Regions from separate parts of the Mus musculus genome. Here region 2 is linked to region 1. A link is a contact called in public Hi-C data. All regions are on one chromosome and are shown on one strand. The core of a region is the stretch at or near the end of the contact, and the rest is flanking DNA. Distances in the headings are between cores, read along the strand shown.

Region 1 (6,781 bases), core at 2,367-4,866:
TTGATTATAGCTTCTTGACAGACCCTGACCCATATCGCCCAGCTAGGCCACTGCTGAATCTCTAACCTACAGAACTACTATTTTAAGCTATGATGGTGATTGGTTATGTGGCAGTAGATAATTAACACAGATCTTTCTGTATCTTCATTCTAAAACATAAAGCATATATGTGTCAGAAAGACCATAAAGAAGGTCAAAGCCTGGACTCTATCTGAAACTACAGGCCTTTGGGAAATGCTAAATATTGTATAGCCTTGTTTTCATTGCTAGCCAGTGCAAGTTGTTAGTGAGCTCGTGGTGTGAAAATGTCTCATCTCTGGAATGAAAGGGCATCTTCCTTTCCCTGCATTGCCTTGATATTTCATCAAAAAAGATGGGACTTCTGCTCGCCTTCCCCATCTGTGACTCTGTGATGCTGAATAGCCTCAGGAAGGGACCGTCACCATTCAAAAGGTAAGGGATGAGGCTAGAGAGGGGAGCAAAAGCTTTGGGGAGTACAGAGCTTCTTTGTAGCTTGGCAGGTCTAGCGTTCAGAGGCCCTGCCTTTGTCTTCTAGGTCTTCAGAGGAAATGGGTGTGTGTGGGCTTTCAGTACAGTACTCAGAAGGTCTCACTTCTGTGGTTTACCATTGAATATACTTGGAACAACAGTAAACATTTGCGAGCACTGACACATGCCAGAGAGGATGTTAGGTACAGTAGGGGCTCAGAGATGAGGGGAAAGTGGCAGATCCTGCTGTGAAGGAACACAGATTCTTGTGGAGGCAAGAGCCTTGCATGTCCCTGTTCAGCTAAGGGACCTAGAGGCTGGGGCAGACACATCTGAGATGACTAGGGGAAGCTTCTATGAGAAGTAGCAGCCTAGGTAGATCCTGTAGGAGGCAGAATTGGCATGCCTGTCCTGTACCCCAGCAGGACCCTCATTGCTAACATCTGCTCACATAATTTCATGTTTATCTGGTCTTGATCAAATAGAAGTCTCTTGAGCCTCGGTGTGGATCTTACGCAGTGCCCTGGTAGCAGTACAGTGCTTATTGTAGGTCCTCAGTGGAAGATATGAGTAAATAAATGAGTGTATGTGTGAGTGAAGGAGGGTATGTGGTGGGTGATAACACTGCTGACATCATTTAGGACTGAACTCTAAAAGGTCTCCACTCCATAGCAAGTAAAATTAGAATCTGGAGTAGTAGCCACATTGTACCTGACCCTGAACACTGGCTCTGCCCTAAATCCAAAGTCTCATCAGGTAGGGGCTGAGACAGGAAAGTCAAGAGCAATTGAGCATCTCCAAGAGAGGCTCCTAGAAGCATCCTCAGCTCGGAATGAAGAAGGAATGCTGGAAGACTACACACAGGGAACTCTAGTCTCCTCCCCATAAGAAAAGAGCTTACCATAGCATACTCAGCTTGGCACATAAACATCCAGGCTACATCCCGTATGCTTCTTGGAAAGTCAGAAATTTTCTAAAGTATGGGAGCTTTTATTGTAGAGATCTTTAAAGGTGTTCTCTGGTGGTGGCAACTACATCCTTAATTTTCGTATAAAGCAAACAAGTTGAATCTGAATTCCCAGAAACAGAGATACTTCCTTTCATAGTGTTCAGCATTCAATAGAGATGTCTTTCAGTCCTGCCTTGTTTACACACATTTTGGTGAGAGAGGAACTAAGGGAAGAAGGGGTGTATACCACTGGGTTTTCCCAGTACATTTTTTGGCTTTAAAATCCAGCATCCTTTGGCTTTGGAAGTAGATTTGTGGTTTGGTTTAATTGTGGGGTGTTGAGCATTTTGAAAATGTACCGCAAACTTTCAAAATCAGCTAATAAAGCCATTTGGAGGGACCAGAAAAACAGGGCCACCTCCTCCCTCCTCCTTCCACCCTCCTCCCTCCTCCCTCTTCTCTCCCTCCCTCCTCTCTCCTCCCCACTCTGTCCACCCTCCTTCCTCCACCTCCACTTAGCCTGTCCTCAGTTTTGCAGCACAAAATTTTATCATCAAAATTGGCCCAAACAAAAACTAAATTTAAATAAAGTTTCAAGTAAGTCAAATAATGCAGCAAGACTGACCCAGTTGAAATTTGCAGGCCGTCAGAGCTGTGTTTATATCAGGAAAGGTGTGTTGCCAGCTCCTGTGTGTAAAATGTGCCTAAAATAGAGATGGAGATTGGCTGTGTCATGCTGTGACTCAGCGTGATTTTATTCTACAGTGAGTTAGTGCCAAAAAAAGGAGAGATGAATACAGTATGACCATGCTCTTTACAGGAAGTTCATGGGGCAGGAAAAACTAGATGCAGTTCCTGTGTAACTTAGTGGCCCCCTGGTCCGGTGACAGTCCTATGGGAGTAGACTTAAAATGATATATTCAGGTCATTCTGCGGAGCCTTGTCTGGCAGGTGGCCACACACCCAAATGCGAAGTTACCTGTAAGATATACCTTGTTCTGGGAGCGGGGAATATAGGAAGCTCAGGTAAATGTGTACATATTAAATGAGACAGGATTCTGTCTTCTGAAAAATTCTGGACCATTTTATCCCGAGAGGTTTGGGTTCTTTTGGGTTTTTTGTTTGTTTGTTTATGACTTTGCTACATTTGAACCATTTAGCAAAGCCATTTTGGTTACCATCACTGACCACTCTTGTTCCTGGGGGCATCGGACACTCATATCTGTCAAGCTCTGTAGTTTTCAGAACACATCCAGCAACCCCTTATAAATGTCATCCTCTCAAAACTCAAGGCACTGTGTAAGGAAGGAGTGAAGTCAGCAAAAGAAACTTAATAAATGGTCCCTACCAGGGGATGACCAGACTTCTTATGGCTTGCTGCCCTGTCTGTGCCCCAGGAGTGTTTGGTAGCTCTCCTATCAAGATCTACGTCTTGCTTGAGCTTCCTGGGCAATAAGGTGCCTTGGGTGTAAATCAGGATCCATGTGTGAAATAGCTATGGGGGTGGAGCAGGGTAGGGCAGCAGCCAGGCAGGCACACAACAAAAACATTGCTGGGGCAGAAGAGGCATTGCCTGGGACTACTTCCCTATGAGACTTCAAAATGCTAAGCCTATGTTCAATTCAGATTAATGATTTTTGGAGGGAGGAGCATTTCTGGAGATTGGTTTTCCTTTGAAAATTCTAGATTCACCTTTTCTTTTCAATCAACTTTTTCCAGTAGACTTTGTTCCCTGGGGAACATGTCCATGTCAAAACGAGTCTTGATAAAAGCACCAAGATGTTAAATATTTATTTTAAGTTAACTGCTCTGCTTCTGAGAGGTTAAAACGCAAATGTGTTTTCATGCAGAGCCTTTCACTAGTCGGCTTAAGCTTCCCAAGCTTTCTCTTTGGCACTGCAGTAAGCCAGCTAACAAACTGCATTCCTGAGATGAGCTGACAAGGGTGCAGAAATGAAGAAATAAACAAAAAGCCATGTTAATTTCAAGCTTCACTAAGAATACAAAAAGTAATATTAACAGTTGCTGAATGACAAATAATGAAATGGCTGGAAATTTTTAATGCTTCTAGCAAGCTTTTATAATCTTTCATGGAATTTTCTCCCTGTCAGGTATAGCACATTTATAGCCAGCAGTGTGTTAGACAGTTTTGATAGGCTGTTTAAAGATGGATACATCCGAGCATGTGAGTGTATCTATATATAATTCTTTCGCTCCATTCCATATGCTAAAAGTAGCCCTTTCTCCTTAGCCTAAAATCTTCATAATTGCTTATCTGTTTAAATAAAAGGTATTTTATTCAGCCGGAGGGTGGTCATACTGTTGTCATTTCATTGTTACTATTGGCTAATAAATACATACAAATATATATGTGTGTGTACCTCAGGCTTGTGTTTATTTCTGGTTTCCCTTATGGGCATAGACCTTAGAAGTCTACCCTTACATCCTAATGTAGTAATGTATACATTAAAAAATAGTAAGGAGCTGGGCAGTGGTGGAGCACTCCTTTAATCCCAGCACTCGGGAGGCAGAGGCCAGCCTGGTCTACAGAGTTCCAAGATTGCCAGAACTACACAGAGAAACCCCCTGTCTCAAAAAACGAAAAAGTAAGATTTTGAAATGTGTACTTACATATCAATTAATAGGGCATGAATAATTTAGATTTCTCTCAGTTCAATGTAGCACGTGTGCTTAGAGTATGCAGTGTACAAGGAGCTGTGGGAGGCATTTCCTGGCACTGTGCTGCTCACCCTTTCTTCCTGGTGTTTGATTGTAGAGAGAAGGAATAGTGGTGGCTGAAAGGAAGGGGAACTTGGCATCAGTCCTGAACCAAACAGCAGGTCTTCTACCTTCCTGTCACCCTGCCTCTGTCATAATGCCCACAAACCCAGAAAAAAATGCCTGTCATCCACTCTGAGAAACCAGCATTAGTCCTTAGCATACAGGAGGTCCCTGGCAGATATCTCTTGAAGAGCAGCAGGGCAAACAGGAAGATGTAGTGGGTGCTGAGATCTGGTGAGAGTCAGTAATGATGATGAAGACTGCTTAAGGACGCAAGGCAGGGAGTAGGCAGCCAAGGAAATTGACATGGGTGAGCCTAGAATTCCATGCCAGGGGAAGTAAAGTAAGGCCTGCAGAATGACCATATATCCATTCCTTTATCTACTGTCTCGGTGCCCTTTTTTTGGTGGTGATAGGGTAGAGTTGACAGGGTTGGCCTGGAATCTACAGTCCTTCTTCTAAGCCTCCTAAGCCCTTTGTACTGTGTAGGCAGAGATGAATAGTTGGCCACAGAAAGGAGTTACAGCATATACAGCCTGCTGAGCTGAGTTGCTTTTTACTTTTCAGACAGTTTGCTGGATTCCGCTGTAGAGGAATAAGGCAACGACGACGAGTGCAGCTACCTCCGGGCGGTGTTCTAAAGCACCAGTGCTTACTCGGTGCTCTGTTGACCAAGGACTGGCCTAATTGGGAAAGTTAATATGAGAGTAATTGAGTAGAATAGAGCTGTGGGAAGGGTCTGGACATAAGAAACCTCCTATAAAGATATTGCAGCCATCAGTTGAGGTATCTTTGAACACAGAATATCCTTTAAGTCGTATCTGAAACAGCCTGGCTCAATGTCCCAGTTCATGTCACCCACATCGGGGTCCACCTGCAAGCTCTTTCTCACACCCTTGCTTTGTCCTTGTGGTCTCTGAGTTAAACAGTCAGGTTTAACTCAGTGTGTTGCTTGCTTCCTGGTGACATTGCCTTTATAACTGTTCTTGGGCCCCAAGTGACAGTACCTGAGCCCACCTTTGCTATTCTTCTCCTGCCATCTGTGTGTAAATGTGTTTTTTTGTCTCCCTCCCGAAGGTTCCTTGAAGGCTGGGACTGCGCTCACACTCCTGTGCTCTCAGGGATTAGCATAATGCTTTTCACATAGCTGGTCCTTTCTGAATGTTTGATGATGGTACAGCCACTGAGCAGGATGGATGTGTAGGAGAAAACATACCCTCTCTCGTTCTATAAATTAGTCAGAATACATCAGGCTAATAACAGTAAGAGTGAGCATCTGTCAGTCTGATGCACCAACATCTATCAGACAAAGCAGTTAAACCCATGTCAGTCATTTTGATACAATAAAACTAAAATTAGACACAGGATAAATACACTCAAGATGAGAGCGTTTATCCCAGTGTTGGTTTCAAGACTGATAGAAGCAGAAGCTGAAGCATCCTGGCTCTGAAATCTGGTCAGTAGACAGCTGTTCAGTGGGGAGCCAGTCTGGGTGGCAGGAAGTAGAGGGCTGGGGCTGGAACCCCGAGACCATGTCTAAGGGCTGTGAAATATAGAAGTTTCAGGAATGCAAATAGAGTTTTGTTTAGTAATATTCTTTAGTGGTTTTAAATGTTAAAAATCTCAGTGAAATAGTTAATTAGCTCTAGCAACTGAAGTTTAAAACAGAAGATTAATTGATTATTATGGCTGTGCTTATTTTTCTTCCATTTGTTCCAGAAAACCAATGTTGGTACACCAAGTTTGCTTCTTAAGCCTGACTAGAACCATTCTGCCTGGAGTCCATTCTTCTTTCATCTTCTTGTAGCTTGTGCAGTTTCGCCTCTGAAATCCTTTGGCAGTGCTTTCTCTAAACTCCTGCTATCCCAGGCTCATCCTGCCCCAGGACTGTGCCGGTTCTTAGGGCTCTCTCTTCCCTTAACCCACCTAGGCAATACCATATAGACAAGGGTTTAACTTTTCTTTTTTTTTTCCATTTTTTATTAGGTATTTAGCTCATTTACATTTCCAATGCTATACCAAAAGTCCCCTATACCCACCCACCCTCACTCCCCTACCCACCCACTTCCCCTTTTTGGCCCTGGCGTTCCCCTGTACTGGGGCATATAAAGTTTGCGTGTCCAATGGACCTCTCTTTCCAGTGATGGCCGACTAGGCCATCTTTTGGTACATATGCAGCTAGAGTCAAGAGCTCCGGGGTACTGGTTAGTTCATAATGTTGTTCCACCTATAGGGTTGCAGATCCCTTTAGCTCCTTGGGTACTTTCTCTAGCTCCTCCATTGGGAGCCCTGTGATCCATCCATTAGCTGACTGTGAGCATCCACTTCTGTGTTTGCTAGGCCCCGGCATAGTCTCACAAGAGACACCTACATCTGGGTCCTTTCGATAAAATCTTGCTAGTGTATGCAATGGTGTCAGCGTTTGGATGCTGATTATGGGGTGGATCGGGTTTAACTTTTCTTACTGTTTAAAGAAATAAAAAATTGGGGCTTTAGAGATGGTTCAGTGGGCACAGTACATGCCACACCAGTCAGGATTCCTAGCACCCATGTAAAAGCCAG
Region 2 (6,781 bases), core at 1,445-3,944, 270 kb before region 1:
GGGTTCTATAAGAAGGCTGGCTAAGCAAGCCAGGGGAAGCAAGCAAGGAAGCAACACCCCTCCATGGTCTCTGTTTCAGCTCCTGCCTCTAGGTTCCTGCCCTGTTTGAGTTCCTGTCCTGACTTCCTTTGGCGATGAACAGCAATGTGGAAGTGTAATCTGAATAAACCCTTTCCTCCCCAGCTTGCTTCTTGGTCGTGGTGTTTCATCACAGCAATAGAAACTCTGACTAAGACACTGCCATTCCTGGGGTCTCCCTGCCTGGCTTGGGTGTCCCTGTCTGGCCTGTGGTCTCACTGCTTCCTCTAACTTCTCTCAACTGAGGGTTTGTCTCTGAGATTTCATAGTGGGTTCCTGTGGGAAGCCACAGGGCCTGGATGTGGGGTGTGTGTGTGTGTGTGTGTGTGTGTGTGTGTGTGCTCATTCATGCACACACTCTTCTCTTAAGTTCCCTGGCTTATGTAGCAATGCTCTGAAAGTATTGTGTGCTAGTTTTAGAGAATTTGGCAGTTAGAGGCAGAAATACATTCATAGCTTAGAAGAAGCCACGAAGAGCATGGACATGGCATCTATTTATATCCACATTAAAAGACAAGAGCCAGAATTCATCTCACACAAACAAAGGGACTATTGCAGGTGTGCCTGGGCTGGAAGGCCAAGGCCATTAAGGAATTAACTGAGGGGACAAACAAAAGGAGATACAACACTTGCACAGGCATAGTGCACTCATCCACATAGCACACACACACACACACACACACATACGTACACCACATACATACATACACACATATACACCACATATAACACACACACACTCACTACACATACATACACATACCCCACATATCACACACACACACACATACATACACCACATACCACACACATACATACATACACCACATACATACATATACACACCCCACATACATATATCACATATCACACATACACCACATACATAGACCACATACCTCACACATACCACATATATATATCATATACCACACGCACACCATATACATACACACACCCCATATACATATACCATATACATACACACCACATACCATACACACACATACCATACCACACACACATACATATACTGCACACACATACATACCACATACCATACATAAACATACCATATTCATGCACACACACCACACACATATATGCACATGCACATATGAACAAACACACACACACACATCATCATCACCATCACTACCACCACCACCATCATCCCTCTCCACATAAGGCCCCAGGTTGAACGTCACCGGCCGTGCCAACCCTCTGTAGGATCTTGCCTTTACCGAATAAAAACCATAGCATTTCATCCTGTGAGGTTCTGTTCTACTCATCAGAGATCCCACATCTGCATGCCATTCAGTCCTCAGAACTGCCCTGAGAGACGCAGGCCAACCTTTGTCACCTTGTAATGGATCTCTCCCCCCCTAAGCCTTTTGGCCTACTACCTACCTTGGCCTTCTTCCCCTCTTCCAAACCAAGACACAGGACATTCCAGAACTCTGTAGTGCTCTGTGCCCCACTCCTGTCCCAGCCATTTCAGAAGTACCTGACAGAGCAATGGTTTTGTCTCCCTGTCCCCTATGGCTTTTGTCAGTGGCAGGCTTAGTAAGCAGGCTCCATGTCTGAGCCATTTCCTCAGAGTTGCCTGTGATCTATCTGTGTTGAGCGTAGCTGTAGTTGTAACACCCCCTCTGCCTCTTGCTGTTTCTTTTGTGCTCAGGATGGAACCCAGGGCATTGTACATACTAGTCAGGGATGCTGCCACGAAGCACACGCTCGCGTGTGCCGTCATTACCGTGCATACATAGCCATGGGTCCATCCTGTCCCTTATGGGTGTCTCCCAGTTTGAAGGCCACCATGAACAGAGCTGATGTGAATATTCTTAACTATGGTTTGGGGTGAGCTTGTACACAGGTTCCTGGGGTATGTGTCCAGGAATAAGCGGCAGGGTCCTAAATATGTGTGGCTCAGTAGCAGTAGATATTTCAAATTCTTCTACAAATGGGTTGTGATGCCTGAAATTTTGGGGATGAATCCTTAAAAAGGGAGCAAGTGTTCCTATTTATTCCAACTCCATGTTTCCCCCCATGGCTTCCCTCGACCCATTTTGACAGTCTGAGATCTAGCAATTTGAACCATCCTGGGAAAGGGTTGAGGCAACAAAATTGGGTGCTGTTTTGGGAGTTGAATTGTTTATTCTACTAGTGTGTGTCTTGGGGTGGTATAGGGGGAGATGGGGACAGATCAGACATATCTAAAAAAAAAAGTATATTTTAAAAAAATTGTCCCAATTATCAAATGCAGTGAAAGCACTCATGAGCAAAAGTGCATTCTGGCATCAAGCAAATTTACGCTTTTGAATTAGCTGCTGTTTTATAATATTTAGCATTCTGTCCTCTCCATTAGCATGAATCACTCAGAGCTGATTGTATTCGATGCTTAGAGAAATAAGCCCTTTTGTAAATGATCGTGAAATCACCCGGCCTGCTCTCTGGGTGTGGAGGAAGAGTGGACTGCATTTAATTTGCAGAGAAAATGTATTTATTCACTCATTCCACAGATAGGCATTGCTTAGCAGCCTGTGGGAGGTGGGGAGGGTGGAGAAGGGGAGATAAGATGCAGTCCCAGAGCATATGGGATTCATTGTGTGCCGTGGAAGCCATTCATTTGTTCATGCAAAGATTTATTGTTCTGGTGGGGCCACTGTTGGCTTCTGAGGAGTGGAGGTAATACAGTGAAAATGGTATTTTTTGTGATCTGACAAGGACAGGAAGAATAGATGGAGTAGGAGGAGCTGGGAAACAAGGCAGCGGGTTATTGCAGAAACAGTGAGCTCCAGGCACAGCCTGAGAATGTAAGCTAGGCATCTCCATCTTGGTGCTGTCTGCTGGGGCTAGGATGGGGTGGGGTCACCCCCGAGACATTCTGCGTCAATTGGTGTTGTTTTCCAATCTCCCCAGGGGATTCTCACATGCAACCTGGGCATCACAACCACTGTTATAAGGGAAGAGTAGAACGGGGGGGGGGAGGCTTGGGAGATAGAGGTCCACAGGCTTCACTGCTGGTGACTGAGAGAAAGATGGAAACAGGATCCATGGGGTAGATAGAGGAGGCATTGGTTCCTAAAGATCTATGTTAGGGCCCCCACCCTACCCCCTAGGGACAGCAGCTTGTACCTAGAAGTGGGGAGATGAAACCCAGTCACACAAAGTATCTGTGCCTTTGGGAATTAAGAGAGAGAAAAGCAGAGGGCCTGAGCCTTCGCTACTGCCCACTGGAGGTGGCTGGGTCACTAGAAAGTATGGGACTCTGAACAACGTCTCAGATTGCTGTAATCTGGCTCTAAACCCTCTCTGACAGCCCGTGTATTCGAGGCTCATCCAGGAAAGCAGCAGCCCTGAGCTCTCTGGAAGAAGTGAGAATGCAGGAGGTGGGGCTTAGAGGGAGGTCATCCAGTTGTTGGAAGGTTGACCTTGAAGTGGGTAGAGGGACCCCAGCCCATTCCTCTTCTGTTAACATCTCAGCCATGAGTTGAAGGCTTCACTCCACCGAATCCTGCTTGTTCTAGGCAACCAAGGCCAATAACCAGGACTAAGCCTCATCACTGGGAGCCCAAACAGCCCTTCTTCTCTTTACTAATTGACCTTCTTGAGTATTTGCTTTTGTGACAAAAAGCTGATGAGTACATGGGTCACCCCTTATCAAGGGCCAGGGTCAGGACTATGGAAGGTTAGTGCATTGCCAGCTAGGGGAGGAGCTGGGCCAGAACAGATACCAGTGTGCAGACCAAGGGTGGACAGAAGACGTGAGCAACAGGGAATAATATGAAACTCACATGTCCTGTGTCCTGCAAGAACTGGGAACAGACCGAATGCAGGGAACAAGAGTGTGTCTGTCACGTGCCATAGGTCACGTATGTGGCAGGGAAATGCTGTGTGCTATTAGCAGGTACCTTTGTTAATGGGTCGGTGACCCCAAGGTGCCTTCACCTCTGAGTTGGTCTGATGTGCCAGGGATGTGCCTCATCTGCTCAAAGACAGTTCTGTGACCCTAGCATATTTTAGTCACTCTGACAGACCAAGTAAATGCCACGGGAAGGGAAGGAGGAGTGGTCCACGATTTACCGTCCACCCACCCCTACTTCCTGTGTGCTTTTTGTTGATAATCTACCCTGAGAGTCAGAGTAGGTCACTCACTGTTTGGAGAAATGGTAAACACAGATAAGAGCTCTGAGCACTGGAATTTATTTTTTATCCACTTGGCCTAAAAGCCACTGCCTGTTAAATTTAGACAGCCGGTTCTAGACCTCTCCCGCCCTCCTGCTTCCTGCCCCCTCTCTGCCACCTTGCCTGGAGCGTGCTCTCTGCTGGTTGTGGCATATGTGATATATTCACATAGCTTGGGCCAGAGTCAGCCTGTCTGGATGTTTATCAAAATGTATCATTGGAGGGCCTGGGAGACAAGAGCCATTTCCTCTGGTCTCCAGCTCAGTTCACCAGTGTAGCAGCAGTAGCCAAAGGCTGCCCAAATATTTACCCAAACATCCTCCCAGGCAGAGCTCCTGGGCTTCTGTCTCACACTGCCGTAGGTGATCCTTGTCCCACAGCATGTCACAGCATTTCCAGCAGACCATCTTAGGTTTGTTTGCAAGGTCACCTTCCACCTGCCCAGAATCTATCATTAAATGGCTCCCCCACCCCACCCCACCCCCGTCCATGAGTCGTAAATCCCTTTGCAATCAACTCTAAGATCAGAGAAATCCTTCTTGTTGACCTGGAGTTCTGTTGCTTTGAATATGACTTCAAATAAATGAGCCATTGTCTGGGCTCAGAATTTTCTGGGAAAAAAAAATCTCCACCATGATGAGATTTATTAGAATAGGAATCTCCTTACACACACACACACACACACACGTTCAGATCCCTATTGTCCACTCAGTCTGTTTTCAAAGGTCAGGGTATAAGTGGGGGGTAGGGACAAGTCCAAGCCAGGCATGGAAAATGCTCTCCTCCATTAAGATAAACCCTTGTTGTCCAAGAGTAGTATCTAGAGGCCCAAATAGTATCTGGTACCAGATTGTTTGTTTGTTTGTTTGTTTGTTTGTTTGTTTTTCAAGACAGGGTTTCTCTGTGTAGCCCTGGATGTCCTGGAACTCAGTTTGTAGACCAGGCTGGCCTCGGACTCAGAAATCCACCTGTCTCTGCCTCCCGAGTGCTGGGATTAAAGGCGTGAGCCACCACTGCCTGGCTCGGTACCAGATTTTAAGAATCATTGAGAATTGAGGCTCTTTTTATTTACTTACTTTGATTTTATATGTATGTATGTATGTAAGTATGTATGTATGTATGTATGTATGTATGTATGTATGTATGTGTCTGCCTGGCTGTTTATTCAGCAAGTGCATTCACTTGCATGCAGTGTCTGTGAAGGCCAGAAGAGGGCGCTAGAAACCCCCCCCCCCCCCAGGACTGGAGTTGCAAGCCACTTTAGACATGATGGAAACTCAAACCTGGTTCCCTACAAGAACAGTATGTGCTCTTAACTGCTGCACGACCCCTCCAGCCTCTGCAGGCATTTTTGTGCACCAGCTCAGGAGAAGAGAATTAGACACCAATATTCTTGCTGACACTGGTTATCAATCATGGGACACTTGAAAGAAAACACGAGAGGAAACCCCCAGGTTCTAGAAATGTAAACCTGTCTTGAGGAACCACAGGCCAGACAGGTGAAACAGCTCAAAGTGCTCAGCAAAGGAGAGGCAGAGGCAGCTTCAGAGCCTAGGCCAAGAGATGCAGGCTCAGCAGCATGCTTTCTGCGAATAGTGCTAGAGAGGGACGCATTTAACAACAAAACCAGCGTAAGAAAACCCAGCTATACACGGCCGGATGTGTTCTCTTTGCTCTGTTCTCTTTCCCCCTTTGTCCCCCACTTTCTTGCTTGGCGGTGTTAGAGATGAAGATTCCTGGGACCTCACCCATGCTGAGCCAGTGTTCTTGACTGAGCTGAACTTCTGGTTCACCGAAGTCAGAGTCACTGCGGTGGTATATCCTCCTCGGGTGACCACAGAAAGTCCCATGCAAGACAGTGTACTTGCGGGGTGAAGTCGGGTCTGCTCTGGATCAACGGAATAGGAGGCAAACTCGAGTAGTGTGACTTTGCATTCCTCAGCATCCTGCGTTCACACTAGTGTTCACAAGCGGGCAGTGTGGGCAAGTGCACCTGCCCTCCTCCCTCTCTCTGGGGAGCACCAAGGAAAGCCCTGAGAGTATTCAGAGAGAAGGTATGGACCCTGATGCAAGAGCTTCCTAGGACCTGGATCTGCCAGCCCTTTCATTCTGGAACTTCCCAGACCCAAAGCTGCTGTCTGTTGTTCCAGCCTCCAGCCTATGGTGATTTTGCTACAGCCACCTGAATTTAGACCAAAAGTGCTTTTTATTTAAGCTGTGTGTGTGTGTGTGTGTGTGTGTGTGTGTGTGTGTGTGTGTGATACTGCACAGGACATTCTTGTGTTATAGGAATATCATGCATTGCTTATCTGAAATGCACATTTAACTGGACATCTTATTCTTGCTTGCCAGTCTGGCTGCTTGAGGGTGGTCCTGACCATGCTAAGCTGAAAGATATGTGGTTAGACCAATGCTCTCAGGGGTGTGTGTGGGTCTGGAGACCAGTCAAGGAACTCAGGAAGGAAACTCTGAGGTCTTGTGGGTTCAATACTTATTTTATGTACCCAGAAACCCC

The links. A called contact is a pair of places that touch in the nucleus more often than the background predicts.
Region 2: a contact with region 1 is called in a Hi-C map of cortical neurons. The contact joins two enhancer-like sites. A contact is called at or near these places in 1 of 15 datasets of contacts at CTCF or cohesin (the NIH/3T3 cell line), 2 of 484 Hi-C or Micro-C datasets (cortical neurons and nephron progenitors) and 3 of 115 datasets of contacts at active chromatin or transcription factors (embryonic stem cells, epiblast stem cells and oligodendrocyte precursor cells).

What each region holds. Positions count from the first base shown.
Region 1 is chr6:38,783,451-38,790,231 of GRCm38.p6, reverse strand. All of the region lies in intron 2 of Hipk2 (homeodomain interacting protein kinase 2), which reads left to right. 4930502C15Rik (a long non-coding RNA gene) reads right to left here. Exons shown (of 4, transcript XR_003956279.1): 4 at 1-6,781. Among named protein-coding and RNA genes, the nearest start is that of 4930502C15Rik, 49 kb to the right of the region's middle. Within about 2 kb of position 3,616, at least 40 of the 459 cell types and tissues checked have an H3K27ac peak or open chromatin away from gene starts, as enhancers often do. A contact at or near this core is called in cortical neurons, where this site is marked.
Region 2 is chr6:39,057,279-39,064,059 of GRCm38.p6, reverse strand. The region is part of intron 9 of Tbxas1 (thromboxane A synthase 1, platelet); the gene reads right to left. 1700025N23Rik (RIKEN cDNA 1700025N23 gene) reads left to right here. Exons shown (of 4, transcript NR_040523.1): 4 at 1-181. Among named protein-coding and RNA genes, the nearest start is that of Gm46989, 5.8 kb to the right of the region's middle. Within about 2 kb of position 2,694, at least 21 of the 459 cell types and tissues checked have an H3K27ac peak or open chromatin away from gene starts, as enhancers often do. A contact at or near this core is called in cortical neurons, where this site is marked.